Regions from separate parts of the Columba livia genome. Here region 1 is linked to region 2. The links are chromatin contacts, called in public Hi-C maps. All regions are on one chromosome and are shown on one strand. Each heading gives the region's core, a stretch centred on a gene start, on an enhancer-like site or on the middle of the called end of the contact. The rest is flanking DNA. Distances are from core to core; before and after follow the strand shown. Region 1 holds the start of SIK1 (salt inducible kinase 1). Region 2 holds the start of CRYAA (crystallin alpha A).

Region 1 (7,454 bases), core at 1,639-4,138, 180 kb before region 2:
CACAGGTAGCAACACTTGCCAGTTCTTCTTGCCTATTCCATCTAATGCAAGTAATTAAAATCAGGATGGTGGATTCTCCTCGGTGTAGCCATCTGGTGAGGTCTTACACTGTCCAAGGAAGACCCATGGCACAGGTGTCTGCCTCTCCTTAGAAGGTAAAAATCACGAGATGTCAGAGAGAGCACCAAATCCAGTCCTCTTCTTCCCATTTAAGAAGAAATAAAAACGTTATGCTCCTAGCTGGGGCTGTCTGCCTTGAGTGTTCTTTCTAAAAAGACCAGTTCTGTTTGCCATCTTAAAACACTTAATCAATTTCAAATGAAAACAGCAGCTATAATTAAAGGGAGGAAAATCCCACCACAGCAGAGGAACCATTATTAAGGTAATTTTTTTCTTTATAACTCCTGGGGCACTGTTCACATGCAGTTGCTACTGTATGTGCTGTTTGTGCGTCACCTCCTCTTCATGAGCTCCATGGAGAATATACTGTTAGCTTAATAATAACAATAATAATAATAATAATAAGTCAGCTTTTCATGTGAGTTATTCAAGGCACTGTGTAAGCACTAATTGAATGTTACAATAGCCCTGGCTGGCTGCATGCTATTAACCCCCTTACAGCAACTGACATAGCAGTCCCATGACCTGGGTGACACCACCAGCTCCATGTGAGCAGCTCCTGTCCTTCAGCTCCTGGCCACCGCATCTGCAAGCTGCTGCCGTCTCCCACTGCCGCTCAAGCCCCACACGCTGCTAGCCTGCCTGCTCACAGTAAATAAGCACAGGAACAACATGCGTTTTGTGTGATCATCAAGGTAAACAAAGTTTGGAGGTTAATTTCAGATGTTATTTCTCCATGATTCTAGGAGAAGGAGCCTACAGCCTAACTTGTCTCCCAAATGGCCAGCACCCACCTTACAGCAGGGGACACAAGCAGTGTAGTTCATTAGACAGGAGCAGAGGAAGCCCTGCTTGCTTCGCTAGAATGTCCCGATGGGTCTCTCTCAAGTGTGTTGATGACACACAGCTCATATATCATGTAATTTGATTTATATAGAGGACCACATTTTTCCCATCCTGTCTTTAGAGTGGATTTACAAAAACTGACAATAAGCTGGCTTTCCTCGCACAGTGAGTTGCTCTGGAGCCCTTCAGAAGTCATTCATGAACCCTAAGGAGATCACCAGCTACAGCTGAGAACAAGCATAGCAAATGCTTTGAAATCTTCATTGTGAAGGTGAGCTATACCTCTTCCACATTATTTCAAACAGTCTGGAAAATCCCACTTGCATGGTGCCTCTGTATGGCAGAAGAAGGTCACCATCCAGTGTGCCATTGGTCATGGTGGTCAGGCTTGGAGTTTGGGTTGAGACAGACAGTCTTCCAGTCAGGGGCCCAACCACTGACTGGAGAATTACTTATCGGAAAAAAGCCTACACTGACTCTAATAGAGCTGATAAAGTTGAATAACAGATGTGGCAGGCACCATTCAAGACTTATTTCCAAGGCTAAACAGAAATTTGAGACCAAATGTACAAACACTTTGGTCACTTGCTGTGTGAAGGCTGAAGACCTACATGCTTGAATCCCATGCATCTGCCGCTTTGTACTTGCCCTTGAGAGGAACTTCTTGGTCACTTCTAGGATGCTGAGGCTCAATGCCAAACAGCCTCCTTCAGCATTGGTGAGCAAGAGAGTGCTTCCCAAGCCTCAATTCCAGGCTGACCAGAGACAATAGCACTGCAGGTGCACTCAGAATGTATGAGTAAGTTGCCAGGTATCACAGGACAGAACATATACATAGGCTCTTTATTATTGCTTCTCTTCCCGTCCGTGCCCAGCTGGTGGACGCCAGAGGGTTGCTGTCCCCAGGACGCACAGGGGGTGCCAGACAGGATGGTCGGCAGGAGCCCCCGACAGCTCCCCTCCATCACTCACACCCGGGAAACAACCGGGGACGGAAAGCGGCCCTGCGCAGGGGAAGGCGGGTCAGTGTCCCGCCGCGGGCATTGCTGAGAGCGGTGGGCGGCCGTAGCCCTCCTTGTGCTTTGGGATTAGGACACAAATGTCCTCCGCAGGACGACAGCCACACTTTCCCCGCTGCTAGCGGGACAGTACCGCAGTCGGTAGCCCCACAGCCCCGGCGGGTCTAGGGCTCCGGCACACGGTGGGGGCCGTCTCCGTGGCGGGGAAGGGGCCACCAGGGGGTCAGGGTCACCAGCGAGGGCCTGGCGGTCACCAGGGCTGCCCGCGCGCTGGCGCCGGCGAGGTGCCTCTCCCCGTCGAGCGGGCTCGGCGCGGCGCTCGCAGTCTCCCCATCTCCGCCGGGCCCTCCGCAGGGCAGCGCGGCGGGGGGCAAGCCCTGCCCGCGGCGGGCGTCTTGCAGCCGGCGGTCCCGGGCGCTCAGGAGCTCCCCAAGGGGACGGGCGCGCGGCGCGGTGGGGCGGCCACCAAACGGTTGGCGGCTGCCGGCGCCCCGCGCGCTTCAGTGGTTGGCGCGGGCAGCGGGTGCGCCGGCAGGGGGCGACCCCGCCGGGAGAAGGGACGCGTCACGTGATAGTAGAAAGCACCCCCCACCCCCCCCGGACGGGGGGGGGACGACAGGAGACCCCGCAGCCCCCTCCCTCCCTCTGCCCTGACGTCACCGCCCCTCTGTCTCCCGGGCGACGGCTCCATCAGCGCGCGCGTCAGCACCGCCCGTCCCTTGGCAACGGCCCGGTGTCTCGCTCTCCTTCAGCCTCGCGCCTGGGCGCGCGTCTCTCTGGCGTCAAAGTGACGTCAATGGGCCCGTCTCGGCTTTCGGCGGTGGGCGGGGGGAAGAGGCGGGAGGGAGGGCGGGGTGTGCGCGGAGGGGGGCCGGCGGAGCGCGGCGGGTGGCGGGAGGGGGGGTGGAGGGGAGAGGGGGCCGGGACATCCCGTGTGCTCCCGCCTGTGCCCCGGCGCACGCCAGACATACACACGCGCGCGCGCACACACACGCACACACACACACGCGCACACACCCCGCCGAGGCGGCTCAGCCCGGCGCCGGCAGCCGCGGAGAAGCGCCCGCCGCCCGCCCAGGTACGGCGGCTCCACGGCCGCTCCGGCGGTTGGGCAACGGCCGCGCGAGGCGGCCGGGGGGCGGGGAGGGAGTGGCGCGCGGGGCGGTGGCGACGCGCGCGCGGGTCCGGCGCGGCGAGTTCTGCAGCGAGCGCCGAGCGGAGCGGGGAGGCGGGAAGCGGGGCCGGCGCTGCCGCGGCTCCGCTGGAGCGAGGGAGGAGAACCCGCCGAGTTGTGAGCGGGGTCCGGCGGCGGGCGCGGCTTGACGGGCTGTGCTGTGCCCTCTCCGTGCAGGTGCGAGCGCCCCGCGTCCCCGGGCAGCGCGGATGCTCCCCTCCTAGGCACGGCGTGCGCTGCCCGCCACCCGCCTAAGCCATGGTGATCATGTCAGAGTACAGCTCCGTGCCGGCTGCCGGACAAGCACAGCAGCGGCCGCTGCGAGTCGGTTTCTACGACATCGAGAGGACCTTGGGAAAAGGCAACTTCGCGGTGGTCAAGCTGGCCAGGCACCGAGTGACCAAGACGCAGGTGGGTGCGGAGGCTGGCGGGGGACCGGGGGACCAAGGGCCTGCCACTTGGCGGGCCGGCTGCCCTGAACACATCGTGCACTAAACTGGCGCTGGAGAGGAGGGAGAACAGCATCAAGCTTTGCGAAGTGCAGACGGCTCAGCCCGCCGTGCTGAGTGAGCACCAGTAGTTGATGTAGCTCTTGGTAGAAGCTTTGAGTTTTCCCGGTGTGTTCAACAGAGCTCATGTAGAATTAAAAGCGAGCAAGAATATATGTGAAGTTAACATTTCCGAGTGTGACGGTAGCTTCACTGAATTACTTCGTCTTAGTTTGCTAAAGAGTCGAACAAATTAACGATCTTTTGAAGTCTTTAGACGGCTCTAATTTTTTCATTCTATGTGTTCACTTCAGGAACAAAGAACTTGTAGTGTTATTTGCAGAAATTATTTATTAATGGCATGCAACCGTATTTCCATTTGTAGTGCATGTCAAAATCACATCGGTCACTACAGTAGAAAACAGTCTGTTGCAGGAATCTGTTTTTCACTGGCTCAGGATGGATTAAAAGATTTACTGAATCCTGTCCAGTGCTAATTTCTGCAGTTCTGTTCACTACCTTATGTGTAATCCTTTGACACAGAAAAGAAAAATGAAAATGTTCTGTGTCATGAATTCTGTGCGGTTCAGAAAAACAGAATCAGCTTTGTCAAGTCCATACTTTAAAAGCTACTTTTCTTGGATTTTGTGAGTTTGTGTGTGTGTGTGTGCTGGGGTTGTTTTCTTTTTTTTCTAAGAAACTTTAATAGTAAGAGTGCCTATGTTATAAAACCTGCGGTTGTTTCATTTTTTGTTTGTTTGTTTTTTGTTTTTTGTTTGTTTTTTTTTTTTTTTAAATCTGCAGGTTGCTATAAAAATAATAGACAAAACAAGGTTAGACCCAAGCAATCTGGAGAAGATTTATAGAGAGGTTCAGATAATGAAACTTTTGAATCATCCACACATTATCAAGCTATACCAGGTAAGAGGTCAGCTTTGAAGTGCAGCATGCAGATGAGATATGCTTGTGCGCTTCTCTTGCACGATTTTATGTCAAATATTTGCAGAGAGAATGCATATTGAAATACTTTTTGAAAAACACTTAAACTGAGTTTTTTAAGAGTAATTCATCGTTCTTTGAACAAGACTCTGGTACATTAAACAGCTTTTTGACAAAGTGCACTGTAAAATTTACAGTTAAAATCAATCTGCAGTTTGTTTCAGATCCAGGAACTGATTATCTGGACTTGTATTACTAACTTGCCTTTCCTAACTCCAGTGCCTTTCCAGTTTAGAGGACTGGAACTTCTTAAGTGCTTTTGATAAGAGAAAGACTTAAACTCGTGTAGGACAGTAGAGAAGAAAGCTCAAAAGTTGAGTTTGCCATAAATGGAAGGGATTTTACATCAACAACAATTAAACCAAATCAATCTAAGTAGAAAATCTATGTAGAAATCTAATCTAGGAATTAGAATTCTAATCTAAGTAGAAAAGAAAAAGCCAGTAGATGTTGGTATCTTAGAATATGTCATAAAAAGATCCATTTGGTTATTTCGTTCTAGTTGGTGTAGTTTTGAAAGTGAATTTTAACTGACCTTCCCCCTGTAGAGTTTCACAACATGAATTTTCATTTACATTTGTTCAGTTTCTTCACTAATGGGTATTTTTAACAATAAGAAGAAATTAATGTGCAGAAAACAGGATGACAGCTGTATAGTGAGCAAGGACTACTTTGCAAATTCTAAATAATCAATCTAATTAGCATTTGGTATAAATTCCTCTTAATCATCTTAAATAGTGCCATGTGGATTGAAGAAGATGAGGTATTGCACTTTGTCTGGACCTGTCTAGAAAGGCAAGGGGGAGAGAAGAATAGATGGATGAAGCAGCAGGTCTGAAAGTCCGTGTGCAGTAGTAAACACTATTATCAGCTGCAATTTTACCGTTGGGTTTGTGAGCTTAAAAAAAAAAAAAAGTTTAATAGTTTAATTAATGTGTAGGGCTGATGAGCCAGTAAGGCAGGTGCTTAGGCAAGGCATTATTTTTAAAGATGTTGACACACATGAAGTACTTGATATTTATAGTATTAACCATCACAACAAAAATTATTCTGTGTTAACATCTGACGTCATTGTTGCCCATAGGGCAGTATAGGATATACAGAAACATTCTAACAGTTCAGTTGATTTCATTTCAGTGGAATGACGTGGGTGAAAATACTATTTCGAAGCTTTTAGAAAAGCAGGTTAAATACCATCTAGTTGAACCACCTCACGGTGGTTCACGGAGCAAGTGACGTTGGTAGTGGACCATAATTTCTTTGCAGTGAAGTTTTCTTTTCTTTGTTGTTGTAACTGATGCTTTACCTGCTTGGTGGAGACTGAGAAGCAGGGATGGAATTAGATGACATACCAGTGTAGGGTGTGTGTTCTTGTATTATTTCATCATTGTTTTAGTTTCAGCACAGCGTCTTAATTTCATCCAGATGGCAACTTTCCCAGAACACTTTCCTTCAGTTTTTTTAAGCTGGGAACCTCTCTTCCTTTGCTCCCTGTTTATTTATTTTAATTTTGTGTCTGTGTGTACTTGCAGTGAGGGGAGGACAAGAGTCTTAAGAAAAGTTATATGTTAGAAGCCTGGAAATTACAGCCTCTGAAGTAGCATTTTTGATTATTAACCTGTTGTGAGCCTTCTGCTTCCCAAACAAAATATCTGCTCCTTGCGAGTCCAATTCCAAGGAAATGGTATATTTTGAAATTTGAAATATTTGAAAGATGTGCTGCAGTAACTGAAGGTGAATTTGGAAATGCTCGGCATTTCTCATTCATTGTTTAGTTTTCAGTTCTTTCTTCCTTCAACTGAACAAATTAACATGTATCAAAGGGAGTTTATACTAGATTGATAGGTGAACACTGAGCAATATATTGGCAGTTGTTGTTGTGCATCAAGCACTGCCATTACACAAACAGCAGCCTATTGTCACTTGCATGAGAGGCTTGCCATGTCCCTGGCCAATACCAAATAACAGAGGGGTATTTGATACTATTTTTTGATTTGTCCAAGTTGCAGATATCTCTCCTGATCTGAGTACCTGCTAACCTTGAAACAAAGATTTCGTATAAACTTTAAGTGACTTTGCATGTTCAAAATATATCAAATGAATTGTAAAACTATATGTACATATTTTAACAAAAAAAGGAATTCAGGGAAGTGTATGAAATTATTGACATTCTCATCAGTTATCTTATAGAAATTAGGTGGCATGGTAATGCTGAGAAGAACAATGGCATGAGAAGCCATTGTATGTTGTGGTCACATAAGCATTGATTTGTTATCTTATTCATTATCAGTTTGCTTGGAAAGAACACTGTGGTGCAAAATTAGATGCTTTCACTGCCAGCTGTTGTGTCAAAGAAATAATTGAACTGATATGTTTGAGAATACACTTAGAAAAATGAATGAAACTACAGAGGTCTGCCTTTTTTTAAGCATGTCCTCTTCTGTCTTCACAGGTTATGGAGACAAAGGATATGCTTTACATTGTTACTGAGTTTGCAAAGAATGGAGAAATGTTTGGTAAGTCCTCACTGCCAGAGCTAGCAGTTCTTTAGGTTTAGGAGCCATGGCTTTATTATTGTCATTGCTGAGTAATATATATATTCTGATTAAAAATCCAGAGTTGACGTTGTCAACTGTCAAACAGTGAGTGCAGCACCTGCAGGATTATGAAAAATTTCCTCTGGGTGTTTCTAAATCATATACCTCTTTTATTCTGTCTTGCAGATCATCTGACCTCCAATGGGCACTTAAGTGAAAGTGAAGCACGGAAGAAGTTCTGGCAGATTCTTTCAGCAGTGGAGTATTGTCA
Region 2 (6,735 bases), core at 3,584-6,083:
CTGCCCCCCTCCTGCAGCCTTGCCCCCCTCCCTGGCTCTCCTCCAGCCACCCCAACCCCAGCAGGTTCTGGACATGGATGTTGTGGGAGAAGATGGCACAGAACTGTGCCTTTGGTCCCATTAACAGTCCCAGCACCCCCAGCCTCAAAGTGGTTCAGGCAGGGGACAGGGCTGAGCCCTGGGGGTCACTCGTTCTCTGGATAAGGGGCAATGTCCTCACTCCTGATTCCCAGCCCTTCCTGGGTTTAGGCCTAGATGTGGCAGAAGAAAGTGCTTTTTAATTTTAAACAGACCCAGAGCTTCTATGTTTATGGCTCATGTTATTACTTAAACCCACACCATGAGAAAAGAAACTCTGCACGTATTTTCTCTCTTTCCACAGCTGATCCACACCCAAGGGGAGAAGGCTGGTGGGCTTGCCTGTCTGGCAGAGCAAACACTTTCTCCAGCTCTCCCGACCTCTCTCCAAGGACATGGACGTGTACTCTTTCCTGGGATGGATGCACTTGTTTCATTGTCACCCTACCTTGTTTTGTAGGTGTGATCCAGAAGTCCCCAGAGACATGTCAATTGAGACAAATTTGTGTCTGCTTCTGGAGAAGCAATGACCTTCTCTACTTAAGAGTCAAGGTGGACCTCAGAAGCTCTATCTCACACTGCAGGTCTTGGATGTGAAGATCTCTACCAAGAGGAGAAGCACTCACTATCCAACCTGATTTTGTCTATGAGCTTAATTACGGGGATGCAGGTTTATCAGTGATGCTATGCTTTTCTTAAACACCCCAGATTTCCATCTGCATGGAAAGTTATTAGAGTGCTGAAACCTGCAGTCTTGAGCACTCACACCTATGCAGGCTTGGGAGCCATAGATTTCATGTGCAGCAATTGCAGGGAGAACGAGTACCTACACTTGACCATCCCCACCATCAAACAGCTTTAATCATTCATTTCAGATGAAACCCTTCACATCATGTCACACAGATGAGGTCTGCAATGCCGTTTTCACTGGCACAATGAATTTAAGAAGAGGAATGGTTGTTGAGCTGTTGAATTTTGTTCTTTTTTTTTTTTTTTAATCTTTTTGTTTCGCTTGTATGAATGATAACAGGAACACAAAAGAAAGGGCAAGTCATTATCACAAAATGTACTTCCAGTGGAGGAAAGCACACCCTCCACACGACATTAGGCACCGTGCTAACCTTTCAACTTCAAAAGCCTTAGAAAGGAACAAATGAAACACCCAAAGCCAATTGCGTGTTTCCTATATCTCTTTATTGACCGCCACTGACCACATTCTCAGGTCGAGTGCCAGATACCAGTGGAAGAGGTGGAGCTACCCTAGAATTACAGCCAGAGCAATGGAGATGGCGTGTTACGCACAGGCTGGGGAGAGCTGGCTGGGGATGGGAAGCCTCTGCACAGCACTGAGCCCCCCTCTCTCCCTCAAGGGCCTTACTAAGACAGTGGAAAGACATGCTTGTCCTCGGGTCAGTTGTCCCTAAGGGAAATGACAGGGTAATGGTGTGAACAGATACACTTAGACACTTGGCTGAAAACAAAATATCCGTTGCAACCCCCGAAGGTAAGACACTGTTATTTCTCCTAAAGTTGCAAGGAACCCATGGCATGTTCATTGTATGTACGCAGGATCTCAGGCGTGGGGTTTGGCTCTGTTGCTTCTCTTTTAAGAGTAACCCGTTTAACTCTGCATGTCTGCAGGGCTTTTCCCCCCATTTCGAGACTTGGTGGGTGCCCCAAGAGCCAGTGTTACTTGTGCACTCCCTCCTACCTGATGGTGGTTATGGACTACAGCACCGGGTGAAGACCCTTTCAGCAAGTACAACAGCGTGGCAGCACGCACCATCCATAGCATCCCCACAGCACAGCTCGCAGGTTTAAGCTTCAAAGTCCACCAGCCGCTCACCCAGCCCCTCATCCCATCCAAGGGGAAAAAAAAAAAAATAAAGAGAAACAAAGGAGGAGGGAGGAACCAACAAAATAAACCCCTCTAGGTATTCACTGGTATCTATGCAATGGCTCTGGGAATGACACCCGCAGACGGCGGCAGCCTGCACACTGCAGCAGCAGGCAGGCTTAGGAGGAAGGCGCGGAGGTGGGCTTCTCCTCCCGGGACACGGGGATGGGCCTCTCGCCGTGGCTGGCGTCCATGTTGGCGGGGACCTTGGGGCCCGAGAAGGTCAGCATGCCGTCGTTGGACAGGGAGCAGGTGATGGCAGCCTGGTCCACGTTGGCGGGCAGGCGGTACCGGCGGTGGAATTCACGGGAGATGTAACCGTGGTCGTCCTGAGAGGCAGTGGGGAAAGGGGGGAAGGTCCGTCAGAAACCCCTCGACCCCACAACTCCATCAGAGGTGGGGTCCACATTCACCCTGGTTTATCATGACACTGTATTGCCTGCATCGCTGGCTGCTTATTTGCTTTTTATTCTATTTTGCAGGTTTGTAGGGGCAGGTGTCCCCCCGTTGTGACCTTGGAGCTGCAAGAGCTGAACAGCACAGCAGGCTATAGTAGGCTGATTTTGGCTATAGTAGGCTGATTTTGGCTATAGTAGAGGTAAGGATCTGATCTGGATGGGGGCACTGCCACAGCCTCCAATTTTAAAGGATGCTTGGAGACAAAGTGTGTGGTTCTGTGAAGGTAAAAGCAATGCACATGTGTGGACTCATGTATTTCCTTACTAGGCAGCAATATGGTGACAGTCAAAGCACACGATCCCATCCCCCCTTTTTGGGGGGCCAAAAACATGATAAATGCAATCTTTTTTCAACTCAGCCATGAATACGGCTGCTCTCTTCCTCTGGAAAAAAACAACTATATTAAAAAATACAGACTGTTTCCAGGCTAGAGCTTTGTCTGGCCAAAAAAATGTATGAGAAGAATTAAACCCCTGCTGGTGTAATTCACTTTTCGACCCCCACAGACATTTCCATGACATATGTGTTAAAAGTTTCCAAGCCTGCGGCACTCAGTTGTTTTTCTTTTGTTTTGTTTACTCTTGCTTTTCTCTCCCAAATCAGCATATGAATGCTCCGTTTTCACTAACAGTTCTGGTTTATGAAAACTCAGCCATGCTTTGGCAGCCCAGATGATTAGTGAACATTAGTGAACAATGGACAACGTCATCTGATGGTTATGGAAGGTGATAATTGAAAATAAACAAAAGAGGAGTGGATTAGCTTGTTATTGTCAGATATCAGGTTGGGGCTCTATGGGAATGGGCCATGCTGATAATGTCAATAGATAAATAACTCCTTCTTCTGATATATTATTTTTTTTCCCCTTCAGCTGAGGACGATTGGTAAGAAAGTAAACAGAGCTTGACTCCCCAGTTGCCCTTACCTGTCTTTCACTGTGCTTGCCATGGATTTCCACAAAGTCGTCAATAATCTTCACACTCAGGTCTTCGGGAGAGAAGTGTTTTACATCCAGCATGATTGTAAACTTTTCCCGGTCAGACCTCACCTGAAATGAACATTGTCAGACAGTAAGACATGAGCTCTAAGTGCGGAGGGAAGCGTCATGACAGCTTAAAAGCCGGAGAAGGGGGGGGTCTGGCAGCAGCACGGCTTCCCTGTCTGGGACTATGGGCCTCAGCGGGGGTCTTCTATCCCTTGGTGGGGACACAGGGACACTGGGAGGCTGTGGCAGGGGTCTGCGCCATTGCTACTGCTCTGGGGAGAGGTATCACCTCTCGCCACTCTTCCTGGGCGGGGACCCCTTTGCACCCAGTGATCTGCCAGATGCACCAGAGCTCAGCAGCAAGGGGGAATGGAAACCAGTCCAATATTCTCTGATAGCAAAGGTTTTGTCCTTTCAGTGATTTATGGTTTCTTTGGGGTCTCAGCTCTGGGAGGAAACCAGTAAGAGTGAGCTAGAGAAAGTACTGGTCCCTGAGCTTCACACTACAGTCTCCACTGCTACGTGCTCCTCCTACACACTGCCTACAGATGACTGCTCCTGGGTCCTCCAGCGTGAGCTTGCAAAGCCCACCAAGCTCCTGAAGCAGAGGAGGGGGCCAGAGGAAGCTCCCGCATGCCAGGGTCCTCTCCCACGCTGAGCTGCCCTCGTGGGCGCTTACTCTGGGAGCAGCCTAGCTCTTCCCTCCTCATATGGCCGTCTGACATGAGGGCAGCAAAGGCAGCCTTTTCCATGTCAAAAACAACCGTCAGGAGCCAAAATGATCTCTGTTTCTTGTAGGGAAGCCTTCTCCCCAGTGAGGGTTTCCCTCCGTGCCCAAGAAGGGGGGCTCACTGTGCCTGGCGGTGGGCTGGAGGTCCTCCTTACCCCCTAACACCCCAGCACAGGGCTACAGTCGCCAAACCCAGCCAGTGCGGTGAGGGTGGGGAGGAGCAGGCAGAGGTGTAAGGAGGGAGGGGAAGGAAAAGGAGAGGAATCCGAAGGGCCCTTACCTCTGAAATGCCTGACTCCAGCACACTGCGGAAGAGGGACTGCCTGTAGTAGGGGCTGATAGTGGAAGAGAACCAAGGCAGGAGATCGTACTCGAGGAGGCCCTCTCCAAAAAACTGGTCGAACAAACGGCTTGGAATGAGGGGTCCCAGAGCACGCTTGAACCAGGGGTGCTGGATGGTAATGTCCATTCTGGCTGCTGCTGCGACCTGTGGCTGCGAGGGGAAAATGGCAGGGGCAGTGAAGCTCCTGGAGAGACAGTGATGCCTTGGCTGGACTGCACAGTGCAGCCCCAGGGAAGCTCCCCCTATATATACTGGTCTCGGAGAATGAAGGCATTAGAGGGATTTCTCTGGAAAGACATGATCTCATGACGGAGGCAACGCGGTCAGCAGAAATGCGGAGACTGACCTGGAAACAACAGTCTGGTTGGAATGGGTGCCAGGTCTCCCAGAGGGATGATGCCAGGCAGCACGCTGAAACACAAGGGGTGCCCAGGGGTACTGACAGGTCCTCTACGGGATCAAACAGGCTAAACGGGACACCCCAGTGGGTGTCTCAAGGATGCTTGTGAAGGAGGTCTGATCTGTGGGTCTTTATAACCCGCCCTTGGCTTTTTGTTATTTTGCTTCTGTTTCTGCCCCTCCTTGAAAGAGAGACACAAAGTCTCTTCCAAACACATGAAACAGCTTTCTTCCAAGCGTGGAAAAGGGGTTTGGTTCAGATAGAAGAAAGCAAAACTTTTTTTTGACATGCTATAAAGTGTCTCCCGCACTTGAGAGGGGTCTGTCACCCCTGGCGCAGGGATCATGATGGAGCTGGCAGGGAAGCAGGACTAACGCATGATGCAGAGCATGAACATGGCTTTGACAAAACAGAAACTTTTAACAAACAAATACTTTGCCAAAAGAAAGAAGGAAAAATAAGTTTGGTCACTGACCGTAACAGCAGTCCCAAAGCTGCTCTTGAGAGCGTCCTTGTTTTAATTTAGGAGTGTTGTGGGAGATCTATTTCTCTCCTGGTGTCACGACACAGATCCTGCCTAACACGCATTTCTGGTTATGGCTGGTTTGCATTTCTGTTACCCTTAAAGTTGCCTTTAAGGGGTCATCCGCCATCCTGGAGGAACCAGGGAAGGGGCACGTGGACAGCCCACTACTGGAGCAGCAGGCTCTGCCAGAGAGGAGCGAAAAGGCAGCTAAAGGGCTCAGCACGAGGCCCCAGCGACAGCAATGCAGGGACTGCATCCCAGGGGCCTTCCCAACAGCAGGAGCACCTACGTCAGGAGTCTTGCACGTCTCAGCGCCTTTTGCAGTCACAGAGAGCGATGGAGAGAGAGGAGAGGGCACCTCCAAAAGGCACTTCAGGGCTGAGGGGCTGAATTATCTTCTCGTGGAGCCAGGGTCTAAGGAAACCAAGGGTGGCTGAGATCCTGGCATCCGTGCTTCTGGAGAAATTGGATCAATCCAGGCCAGAGGAGCTAAATTCAGAAAAATATTGAATTAAAGTGACATTCAGTTAAACATCACCTGGCATTGAGGAGCCCTGTGGTCTTGGAAAGCCCTTGGCTGTGACTCCCGCTCATGACCCTTCCCCAGGAAGTGCATGGAGGCAGGTGAGGAAAAGCAGGAAGCAGAAGATCCTGTTACAGAGGCTTTCCTTCATGGAAAACAAAAAGTTGAACAGAAAAACACCCAACAAGGCAGAAGGGACTGCTAAGAAGAGAGACAAGAGTTTAAGTTCAACCTCAGTTGAAGTTTAAGTTCCAGCAAGAAAAAACCCTGTGGTCTGGGCACGGCTCTTGGGCATGAAGGCTTTTCTAAAATCAGGTGTGAAAATGAGATCAATCTCTCCTCAAGACACAGAGGGAAAAAACACAACAGGCAGACCTTCCCCCCCTTTAGTCCCATTGTCCCAAATCTGTCACTTTGCTTGAGAAAACGGAGGAAAATAAAACAAAAATCATAAAGCACTTCCAAGATTTTTCTTCAGGACCTCTATTAAGTTTAGTTCTTTGTTCCAGGAGAAAAGGAAATCTCTCCTCAGCCAACCAGTACTAGAGACCTGCTAACTTGTATTTAAACAGATAGAAGTAGTGCCCTGACATATGCAGAATGAAAGAAGCAATTAAAAACATTAACTCTGTCTTGGGGTGTTATCTTCTTGTTCTCAAACTGAGTCCAAATAATGAGCATGCTAGCTATGGAAAAGAAAGGTTTCTAACTGCATGAAGAAAATTAACCCATTTTCAGTCAAACCAGCACAGTGGTAAAGGCGGGTTATTGTGGCGGGGAGGAAGAAGGGAACC

The links. A called contact is a pair of places that touch in the nucleus more often than the background predicts.
Region 1: a contact with region 2 is called in a Hi-C map of liver, with 2.2 times the contacts expected there. The contact joins the promoter of SIK1 here to the promoter of CRYAA in region 2. A contact is called at or near these places in 2 of 2 Hi-C or Micro-C datasets (crop and liver).

The regions. Positions count from the first base shown.
Region 1 is chr1:96,956,888-96,964,341 of bColLiv1.pat.W.v2, reverse strand. SIK1 (salt inducible kinase 1) reads left to right here and starts at 2,888. Exons shown (of 14, transcript XR_010473746.1): 1 at 2,888-3,063; 2 at 3,337-3,570; 3 at 4,452-4,568; 4 at 7,099-7,162; 5 at 7,370-7,454. It overlaps HSF2BP (heat shock transcription factor 2 binding protein), which reads left to right. Exons shown (of 10, transcript XR_010473755.1): 10 at 1-238.
Region 2 is chr1:96,780,493-96,787,227 of bColLiv1.pat.W.v2, reverse strand. CRYAA (crystallin alpha A) reads right to left here and starts at 4,833. Exons shown (of 3, transcript XM_021286513.2): 1 at 4,430-4,833; 2 at 3,360-3,482; 3 at 1,251-2,304. The coding sequence starts at 4,618. The coding sequence ends at 2,095.